2 separate regions of the Mus musculus genome follow, and region 1 is linked to region 2. A link is a contact called in public Hi-C data. All regions are on one chromosome and are shown on one strand. The core of a region is the stretch at or near the end of the contact, and the rest is flanking DNA. Distances in the headings are between cores, read along the strand shown.

Region 1 (5,488 bases), core at 592-3,091, 240 kb after region 2:
AGCAAGTTTAAATCATAACTATCACTTTGGTGCACACCGATGCAATAAAGCAGCTCACGACAAACCCACCTGCAGCTTTTAATCAAGTCATCTGAAGTATGAAATCGAGGTCACTAGGGCATTAGAGGGGAGGGAGTAACATGAGCTCTGGGCTCCTGCTCTGGGCACAAGCAGCTTCCCTGTGCCTGCCCTCAGATGGCTCACTTCCCCTGAATGATCCAGGAGGAACTAGGTCACAATGGATAGTGTTAGACACCACGGGATCACTTGATATCAAAGTTCAAAGGTCCTATCACCACTTCAGTTCAGAAGTATACAAAGAGCTGTCTTTCAAAACAGTGTATTGGCCCTCCATGCCAATTCACATGGCTTTGCTTCAGAACCACCAAGGGCTCCCTGCTCACCCCAGTGCAAATCCTCAGCACAGTGTCCCTCCAACTGTTACCTCCAGCACCACAGGTCACCTAATGTTCTGACTTTTTATCAAAGTCCCACCTAAACACAGGGCATTCTCCTGCTCTTGCCTCTAGACAAAGCCAGCCAGAAGGATAATTCCAAGTGAGGAGTATGTCACCTTGAGGTCATGAAGAGGTGTATCAACCTCTGTGCTTCTTTTTGATGTGTGCAGATACAAGATGAAGTCATTGGATCTTTCCTTTAAGTGGGACATCTTTGACTAATGAAGTGTAAAAGCCCTGAATCTTTGCATGAACTACTGAATTACAGGAAACCATCACCATACTAAAGCATTCAGTGTTCTAGGTAACACTTGCCCATCCCTCCCCGTGTATCCTCAATGCAATGGATCCATGTGATCTGAAAGTTGCCTGGATGATGTTTCAGGTTTGTGTCTTTATTTTGTTGCTTCTATTTGAGTTTTGCATCTTGCCATGTGATTTGGAAATGCCACTGATCAGACAGAGAGTGTGTGTCTCAATTGAGGTGAATGTGGTATAGAGAGTCTAAAAGAGCGTGACCTATAAGACTTCCATGACTGAGCAATGGAATTATCTATTGATTTCTTTCCTCACAATCAATGTATTGCTGTAAACTAATTACAGAACATCTTTAGTATCTTTTCCCTAAACAGTTGACCACATTTTTCTTCAAAAGTTTTCAATTTACTACTCTAGAAAGAAAATAGTTTCCCTAAAACATCTGAACTTATAATAATGACTTCAATCATCGAATAAGAAATATCTATATATCAGGCTAAAAATATTAAATAGTTAAAATAATTGTCAAATACTGAACTTTTCAGAGTAGTCAAAAAATTCTTGGTTCTGGACATCAGCACTACTCGCACAAATTAGCAGTGTACAGAGAAACATAATTTATAGAACTTACTAATTATAATTAACAACAGTGATTGTGCTTTGAATATTCACACCTTACACTGTAGGGACTCCTCATGTGGAGCCTACAGCAGATGGAGTGGATTGGCTGTCTTCTGAAAACAACATAGAATTTGAAATACTATTAAAGGTGACCTTTGAATGTGCCATTATAAGTCATCATCTTTTGCAAGAAAGGAATCTACTCTCAATTACTCAGGTAATTGGATAGTTGAAAGTCAGTATTAAAATCAATTTGCCTGGGATTAACAGTGACGTTTAACATAGTTATAGGAATAATTGTGTGACCATCAATGGGAAAATTGATTTTCTGAGGTTTGATATTTCTTCATTTTTTATAATTAAAATACAAAAAGGATTTATAACCGTGGGTTATATTTAAAATTAATTCTTCAGTATGGAGTTCATTTCTTTAATTTTTATATCTCAAAATTACTGTTGTCTTCTAGCAGGACAGAAATCCCCCAAGCATCAAAAAGCAGATTCATGACCAGCAACTTTTCCCAACCAGCCCTGCAGCTCTGCTATGAGAACACGAATGGATCCTGTATTAAAACTCCCTATTCTCCAGGGCCCCGGGTCATCCTGTACATGGTCTATGGCTTTGGGGCTGTGCTGGCAGTGTGTGGGAACCTCCTGGTGGTGATTTCAGTTCTCCATTTCAAGCAGCTGCACTCTCCAGCCAATTTTCTCATCGCCTCTCTGGCCAGTGCTGACTTCTTGGTGGGCATCTCTGTGATGCCCTTCAGCATGGTCAGGTCCATTGAGAGCTGCTGGTACTTTGGAGATGCATTTTGTAGCCTTCACAGTTGTTGTGATGTGGCTTTTTGTTACTCTTCTGTCCTCCACCTCTGCTTCATCTCAGTGGACAGGTACATCGCTGTCACGGACCCTCTGGTCTATCCCACCAAGTTCACAGTGTCTGTGTCTGGAATTTGCATCAGCATCTCCTGGATTCTGCCCCTGGTGTACAGCAGTGCAGTGTTTTACACAGGCATCAGTGCTAAGGGGATTGAAAGCTTAGTAAGTGCTCTAAATTGTGTAGGGGGCTGCCAAATTGTTATCAATCAAGACTTTGTTTTGATAAGTTTTCTTCTATTCTTCATACCTACCCTTGTTATGATCATTCTTTACAGCAAAATATTTTTGGTAGCCAAACAGCAAGCTGTAAAAATTGAAACTTCTGTAAGTGGCAACAGAGGTGAATCATCCTCAGAGAGTCACAAAGCCAGAGTGGCCAAGAGAGAGAGGAAGGCTGCAAAAACCTTGGGGGTCACTGTGGTGGCTTTTATGGTCTCGTGGCTCCCATACACAATTGACGCATTGGTTGATGCTTTCATGGGCTTCATCACTCCTGCCTATGTCTATGAAATCTGTTGCTGGGGTACCTATTATAACTCAGCCATGAACCCTTTGATTTATGCTTTCTTTTTTCCTTGGTTTAAGAAAGCCATAAAGCTTATTTTAAGTGGGGAAATTCTAAAGGGACATTCATCAACTGCAAATTTATTTTCAGAGTAAGCATTAATACAAAATTCAGAAAATTCCTTAAGGTATAAAATTATGAAATGGTGACAGAACTAAATCTAATAAATGACCTTTATGAAGCTAGAAAAATACAGCATAAAAACATTAGTCAGGAGGAATGTCTTGTCAAAGTTAAAACATTAAGCTGTCATTGACATTATTATTTTATTGCATGACAAACATGGCTTTTATGTCACCAATGTCTTTGAACATGCACTTGCATTGTTTCAGTGCATTGAATTTTTTAAAGATTTATTATTATTATTTTTTGTATGTAAGCATACTGTTGCTTTCTTCAGACACATCAGAAGAGGGCACCATATCCCACTAGAGATTGTTGTCAGCTGGGAATTGATCTCAGAACCTCTGGAAGAGCAGTTAGTGTTCTCAACCGCTGAGCCATCTCTCTAGCCCCAGTGAATTGCATTTTAGATCTCATTTGTGGGTGTGAAATCTCTAAGGAAGCGATCTTTCTTCCTTTGCTGTCTGCAGTGCAGTATTACGTTTCTATAGTTCAGGACAAAACACCATAAACCTGCTTGTTTCACTGTCGTACAACAATGCAGCGTCTCAAAGCTGAGTGCTGCAAAGCTCAAGGTCAAGCCTTGGCAGAGCTGATTTCTTTGGAGGGAGTCTATCCCCAGCTTGCAGAAGGCTCTTGCTCCTTGTCTGTGTTCTTACCTCTTCTTACAGGGTTATCAGTCACATTGGATTAAGATGTGTCCTCTGTTGCCCATTTAACTCTTTTGCCTCTTAAAAAATGGGGCACAGGGGGAGCATGCACAGTGTCTTAGGACTGGTATTTTAGATTTAGTGACAGACACTGCCCTGAGAGTGGAAAAATTCTACACTAAAAGGTAGAACTAAGGGAGAGAAAACAAGAGTCAAGTAAAGTAAAGGTTCAGGTGTGGTGTGGAAGCTGAATAGGGTGTCACTTGGGAGAAGGACGAGTATTAGCAAGAAACAATGGAAGGCAGTGTAGAGGAGGGAATAAACTAAAATAAAGTATAGTGGTTGTGCAAAGCCATGTAATACAATAATAAAATGCCATAATAAAATGAGTAACTTTGTATGTTAACCTAAAATTTCTTAATGAAACATTGTATCTATAAATATGTGCAGTTACCATCTGTCAATTAAAAACTGAGGATGTTTTGTAGGGAGGTACACTAATCTTTGAGTTCCTACCCCCACTCGTTTCTTCTGTGTATGATGAGGTAGCTATCAGCACATACGTAGAGGAAGAGCTAGAACCATCCTCTTTAGAGCCAAGTTGACAGTAGGGTCTAATATTACCCAACATTATTGCAACATTTGAATATTGTTTTAGAAATACTAGTTAATAATAATGAAATCAGAGGAAAAGTAGATATTGTAATTCAAAATTGGGGACTTAAACTATCATTATTTTGAGATGTGATGGCTGAGAATAGATTTATTTAAATTTACGTCTTACCATTAAGGACTGTTCCCACACCCTGATCAGTCTTTTCATGGAGCAGATTAAATACCTCTCTTTCACACATAGAATTATTTGGTTTTGATGAGATATGGAAGCACTTAACCACTTTAGGTTATGTTACAGATAACACTTTACAGAATTTCCTTTCTATGTTTGTTAAAAGTTCCATCCCTGGGCATCTTGTTCTATTGATGGTTGAATGCATTATGCATGCCAATATTTCAAGTGAGAGCATTAAGAAAATCTGAGGTAAGCATTTTAAACAAACTCAGTAAACCAACAAACAGAATATATCAGAGAGGTTCATAGGCAGTAAGAAATTATTCACAGTTCACTGAGGGAAAATAGAAGAGGCAAATTTAAATTTTAGAGTGACTTTTTCTTTTCACCAGATATTGTCCAGTTCCAGAAGAAATACTTGAGACCAGGAGGAGTCCAGCATGGCTTTGCCAGTCTCATCAGGCAGTAAGAAAGTGTTACTTTTTTTTTTTTTTTAAATGTCCCAACCAGAAAGAGGAGCCCACACCTCATGCGCACAGCCAGTGTTTCTAGGAAAACCTTGGACCACAGTATTTCCTGAATGTAAGGGCAGGCCTTTCATTCAAATTGTCTCAGGGTTTATGGTGGAGAGGACAGTGGGGAAAAACTGCTGGGTCTCTTAGTGATGTGCCAGAAGCAAGTAGGTTTGTCTCTGGGAAAGATCATATCTGCCGAGTGCTTTAAAGTATATAAAAATGGTATAGGGAAAGTTTCAACCTCGATAAAAAGTAATCAGGAATAAACAGAAGGAATGGGTAATTTTAAAAATGTAGGAATTCATGTTGTTCTTTTATAATAGCTAAATTGAATCCCGTTGATAATCTTAATACAGCTAAGCTGAGAGAATTTAATGAAATAATAATCAAATTTGGAAAGTTCAGAAAATAATTATAAGCTGTTCTTTATTTTTATTGAAAATAGATTTTTTTCATACAATGTATTTTAATCACAGCTTCCCCTCCCTCTATCCTGCCTCCCTACCTTCCCTCCCATTCATATCCACCCCCTTTCTGTCTCTCATTAGAAAACAAGCTGATGTATGAAGGATAATATTAAAATAAAATAGAAGTGATAACATAAAACAAAAATCAAATCAGAATAGTAC
Region 2 (5,700 bases), core at 2,184-4,683:
GCTCAGCAAGCTGTGTCCTCTTAGGCCCTAGCCATCAATCAGTGTTGTGTTGACGCCGTGCACTAGCAGAAATCTCTGAGGCATTTCCTTGGAGTAGGGCTAAGTATTAACTTCATGAAACCACTTGATCCAAGGGAAAAGGACTAAAACATGGAGTTTCCCAGATCAAATTAAAGGTTCATAGCCAAAGGCCATTTCTTTTTTTTTTTTTTTCTTTTTGGAACTGAGATGGAAACTTTATTTTCCTAATATTCCCACATCAAGAACTCAGATTGTGCTGAGAAATACAAAAACATCCAGTGCCTCTGTGTGGTAGTCAGTCATCCTGTCCTGGCAGAGCCTTAATAATGGAGTTATTCTACATTCCAGCTGAGCAGGCTCATCCTCATCACATCAGCTCTTGAGGGAAAATAAAACGGCCAAAGGCCATTTCACTATCTTATCACAGTAGCATTGAAAAAACTGGGTGGAGATTGCTGGGGAGGGAACTGAGAAGAGTAGAAAATAGTCCACAAAGCGACCCACTGGTTTTTTAACATCTAATCTTACGTAGGGAACAGTTAGAGAACAGTTAGCTGAGTAAGACTTAAGTCTTAACTCAAAGTCCACATAGATCTGGACAGGGACCCAGTTGGATCAGTCTCCCAGCGCTGGCTGCTTGTCCTTGCCTGGGAGTCGGGAGAGAAGAAAAAGCACTTCTACATGGTTGGCTTTGAGATCTTGCCTTGCCTACACCAGTTCATTTTCAGAAAGAGAAGATGATAGAGATAGAGAGACACAGAAAGAGAGACAGAGACAGAGTTACAGAGAGACAGACAGACACACACACAAAGAGATGAAGAGAGACAGAGAGATACAAACACACCCAACATGAACCCCCCTCCCCCCACAGAGACTGGGAGAGGTAGTGGGAGAGGGAGAGGGGGAGGGGGAGGGGGAGGGAGAGCATCATCAAGGTTTTAGGAAACTAACACAATCGATAAAATGACCTTCTTTTGAAAATAGATCAGTTACCTAGAGAACAAAAAATTGTCATCTTAATAGGGCTCTCCCCTGGATAAACTATGAACCCAGATCATGGAAACAGAAGGGTTTGGGCATTTATGGAAAGGGACAAGGCAGCCTGAGGCGATGTGCTTCTCTTAGGCCTGGTGCATAGGGTCAGGTTTCACTTTCCCTGAGAACCAAACTGTAACTAATTCTTTATAGTTGTACTTACCTATTTACTTGTTCACTTATTAATTTAGTTCTTTCTCCAGCGGCCTACAGACCCCAGCCCTTTTGGTAGCATATAGTTTCTGAAGTGGCAGATTATAATATTTTATGTGATATATTTTATTTCAGTTCTGCTTACAATGACTTAAGAATGTCCCCAGTTCCAGCGAATGACAAACACTGCCCCTGCAAGCATTTACTAGTCACCTTAGAAGTTTATGGGGACAGAAAAACCAGAACGTTGCTGTGTACTGTGTGTCGTCTCTCTTGCTCACTGGTTGTAGGATGAGAGGACAGAGTGTCACTAATGTGGCCACAGATGTTGAACAATCTTACTCAACAAATCGTTAGCAGGTGGCATCTAGAAACTAGTTATGTAACTTTTGAAAGGTCTCTCGGCCTCTGAATTAAGGCCTTTCCTTACAGATTTGGCTAAGATCAAGGCTAAGATCCCATTTGTGCCTTTCTCTCTGCCCCCTCAAGCCCCATCTCCTTCCCAAGACAGGATCTCACTGCACTCGCTTAAGCTAGGCTCAAACTGGCAAACTCCCTACTCTGAGTATCTGAACGCTGGGGTTACAGGTAATTGCTACCATATTGACCTTATGCTCATCTTAGCAGTGAAAGTGGTTAAAATGTGCCAGAAAGAATTACAGCTATCCTAAGTTCATATAAAAAACAATCTAACTTAGGGCATCTGTAGCACTGAATTGTTCCATCCAAAGACTAAGGCTTAATTTTAGGCACAGATCCTATAAAACAGTGAGTCTATATAGCTGTGGTTAGTAGAGTTTCAACACTACTGAAGCTGGAAAGAACCCAGATGCCCCTCAACAGAGGAATGGATACAGGAAATGTGGTACATTTACATAATGGAGTACTACTCAGCTATTAAAAAGAATGAATTTATGAAATTCCTAGCCAAATGGATGGACCTGGAGGGCATCATCCTGAGTGAGGTAACACATTCACAAAGGAACTCACACAATATGTACTCACTGATAAGTGGATATTAGCCCAAAACCTAGGATACCCAAGATATAAGATGACTTTTTTCAAGTCACATAATTCTATGGTTTTTCTCTTTATACGCCCTGGGATAATATGGCTAAATGCTACATCTTGAATATCTCAGGTCTTGGAACACAGTTCTGGCACCAGGTACAGATGCCAGCACCTGAATAAAAGTCTCTTCTTTGTTAAATATCCTCGTGGCCAGACTGGTGAATCTCTGAATGACCTAGACCCATAGCACCCAGTCAGAATTGGAATGGGGAAGTTATAAGAGGGCTGGAGAGATCTCACATGTGTCTGAGTTAAGTCCAGGCCCAGGGGAATTTTCTCTGACTCTGCAGTCATCTGTGCTTGCACCCCTCATAAATGAGAGCAAGTTCTGCTAACAGCATTTATCTTTTTTTTTTTTTAAGATTTATTTTATTTATTATATGGAAGTACATTATAGCTGTCTTCAGACACTCCAGAAGAGGGCATCAGATCTCGTTACAGATGGTTGTGAGCCACCATGTGGTTGCTGGGAATTGAACTCTGGACCTTCGGAAGAGCAGTCAGTGCTCTTACCCACTGAGCCATCTCACCAGCCCCAGCATTTATCTTTAACACACTTTAAGACTTCAGCAGTCCAAATGAAAAGCCCCGTACAGCACCCTTGCCTTGCACTGTTCTATGCTGTAGTCTGTACTCTGAGCTGAAGCCAAGCCTAGCCTCTGACATGCAGCACCAGTGAACTTTGCTTCTAACTTAGTTTACGTAACCTTTCCTACCTTTTTGGCTTCCAAAAACTTCTGGACTTAACTTCCTTGACCATGCCAGTAGTATACCAATAACATACACATTTGGGAGGCAAGTGAATCATGAGTTCAAGGCCAGCCTGGGCTATAGTGTGGACCCTGTAAGAATAATACAAATGTGCTGGTGTAATAGGGGCAAGGCTCTTTCTTATGGGGTCTATCAATGCTTTCTCACGGAATTGAGGCCTATGGCACAGGGGGAGAATTCCTGTCTGGTACTGTAAATCATATCAAAAGCCCATTACTAGAGTTGTAATAGGCACTAATGAGAACCCTACAGCTGTTGCTTTGCCAAGTGAAAATGAAGAGCTGATCAAATTGCCTCTAAATAACTCTTTATCCCCACCCAGTGGTGCCACTTGTAACCTCCCCTCCCCAGCCTGAAACTTGTTTGCTCAGGTTTCAGTGTTAGAGAGCATCGGGCGGAGCTTGCGGCCTTATCGTCCTACTACTCCCACTGCCGCTGCCTGCCACCTAGCTGTATCACCTGTTCACCTGTAACCTTACTCCAAGATGATTTGGCGGGAATCGGGCCCCTTCCCCTCCTTCATAACTCGGTGCACGAACTAGTAAAATTGAGCTTTGATCAGAATTTTGTCTTAGCTTCATCTTTCTCTTGTCTGCCTAGCTCCCTCTTCTCTTCCAGATTCCAAGATGCCTTTCCAGAACAGAACCCAGACATGTGAGCCGCTGGCCGGACACAACAGCCACTGTCAGCTTTGGCTAGAGAAGCACCTTTCTACAGTGGGCATCAGTAATAGCGGGGACTCGTAAGTGATCAAAATGCTGAGAGTAAGTGGTTGGTGAAGTTTCCATCGAAGTGGGGGGCATCTCCATTACACTGTCCACAGCTCAGAGAAGGTGAAGAGGATACAAAAGACTGTGCACTCTTTCATTTGTTTGTTTGTTTTGAGACAACATCTTTCTAGGTAGCCCTGGCTTGTTCTGAAACTCACTCTGTAGATCAAGCTGGCCTCAGCCTCACAGGCAGATCAAGCTGCCTCTGCCTCTCTTGTGCTGGGATTAAATGTGTAAACAGTGGATGAGATTACCAGGCAGGAGATCGGACCCCTCCAGCCTGTCGTGGGAGAAATGAGACTCATGGGATCCCTTCATCTCCAGGATCCATAAGCCGTTAATGGCGGGTGGAGGAGGAAAAGACATTTATTTTCTCAATGGTGTAGCTACTGGTAATGTGCACAAGTTCCTGTAAAACAAAACAAAACAAAACAAAACAACAAAAAACAATGAAATTCACTGGGTCATATAAAAAAAAGAGGCTGGTGAGACGCTCAATGGGCTAAAGAGCCTGTACCAGACTTGACACCCCGAGTTTGATCCCCTGGACCCATATGGTGGAAGGACAGAACAGATTCCACAAAGATGTCCACTGACTTTCACATAAGCACTGTGCCACGTACCTGCACACATAGAAAAGTCACCCAGAAGTGATTAAAGCCAAAGACGTGACAGTAAATATGAGAGGAAAGTGGGTAGATGAGAAAATGAAGGGGAAGTGAAAGTGGGAGGGAGAGTAGGAGTTGGAGGAGCGATCAGATGATCACACACATGCAAGTGTGTGTGACCTGTCACAACAAAGCTCACTATGTGTAAACTATCACACACATGCAAGTGTGTGTGACATGTCACAGTGAAGCTCACTTTACAAAAGTAAAAGCAAAAGGAATAATGGAAATGAAGAGAGATCTCACAGTGAATGAGAAAGGAAGGCTTGCAGAGGGCCAACAAAAATTCTCTTCCTCCTTTAAAATTTCCCTTGCCCTCACACATGCATACTCTCACATAGAGGCATTCATATTATACATGCACACACTTACACAGAGGGATAGTTGTTTTACACTCACACACACACATTCACAGAGACAGTCATCTTACACTTAAATATACATTCACACACAGAGAGGCAATCATCTCACACACACACACACACACACTCACATACAGAGACAGTCATCTTACACTCACATACATACAGATAGACAGTCATCTTATACTCACACATACACTCACACACAGAGACAGTCATCTTACACTCACACACAGAGGCAGTCATCTTACACTCTTACACACACATACACACACACTCACATTGACTCTCTTAAACATACTCATACACATTCATACAAAGAGACACTTGTAAAAGCATACACACACACACACACACACACACACACACACACACATTTTGATGCCGTTGGGAATCAAACCAAATGTAGGGCCTCCTGCATATTAAGCAGGTTCTCTGCCACTAAGCTGTCTTCAGCTCTTCATTTACATATTTAAAAGAAGTTACATTTATTTTAGTACAAAAGTCCAAACTCCAAACTTTAAATTTCCCAACATTATAATAATCCAAACTGTTGCTGGGATTATGTATAAAATGTCATTTTAAGCCCCATAGAGGGAACAACAATATGAACTAACCAGTACCCCCAGAGCTCTCAGGGACTAAACCACCAACCAAAGAAAACACACGGAGAGACTCATGGCTCAAGCTGCAAATGTAGCAGAGGATGGCCTAGTTGGTCATCAATGGGAGGAAAAGCCCTTGGTCCTGTGAAGGTTCTATGCCCCAGTGTAGGGGAATGCCAGGCCCAGGAAGCAGGAGTGGGTGGGTTGGTGAGCAGGGGGAGGGGGAAGAAGATGGGGAAGAGGG

Evidence for each region. A called contact is a pair of places that touch in the nucleus more often than the background predicts.
Region 1: a Hi-C map of liver shows a contact between it and region 2, with 4 times the contacts expected there. The contact joins the promoter of Taar8a here to the enhancer-like site in region 2. A contact is called at or near these places in 3 of 39 promoter capture datasets (embryonic stem cells, liver and maxillary cranial neural crest), 1 of 15 datasets of contacts at CTCF or cohesin (the NIH/3T3 cell line), 16 of 484 Hi-C or Micro-C datasets (CD4 T cells, the STO cell line, brain and 9 more), 4 of 115 datasets of contacts at active chromatin or transcription factors (bone marrow-derived dendritic cells, embryonic stem cells, extraembryonic endoderm stem cells and 1 more) and 4 of 9 other capture datasets (adipose tissue, liver, macrophages and 1 more).

Annotation. Positions count from the first base shown.
Region 1 is chr10:24,074,659-24,080,146 of GRCm38.p6, forward strand. Taar8a (trace amine-associated receptor 8A) reads left to right here and starts at 1,842. Exons shown (of 1, transcript NM_001010830.1): 1 at 1,842-2,876. The coding sequence starts at 1,842. The coding sequence ends at 2,876.
Region 2 is chr10:23,836,163-23,841,862 of GRCm38.p6, forward strand. No RefSeq gene overlaps it. Among named protein-coding and RNA genes, the nearest start is that of Vnn3, 12 kb to the right of the region's middle. Within about 2 kb of position 3,434, at least 22 of the 459 cell types and tissues checked have an H3K27ac peak or open chromatin away from gene starts, as enhancers often do. A contact at or near this core is called in differentiating embryonic stem cells and liver, where this site is marked.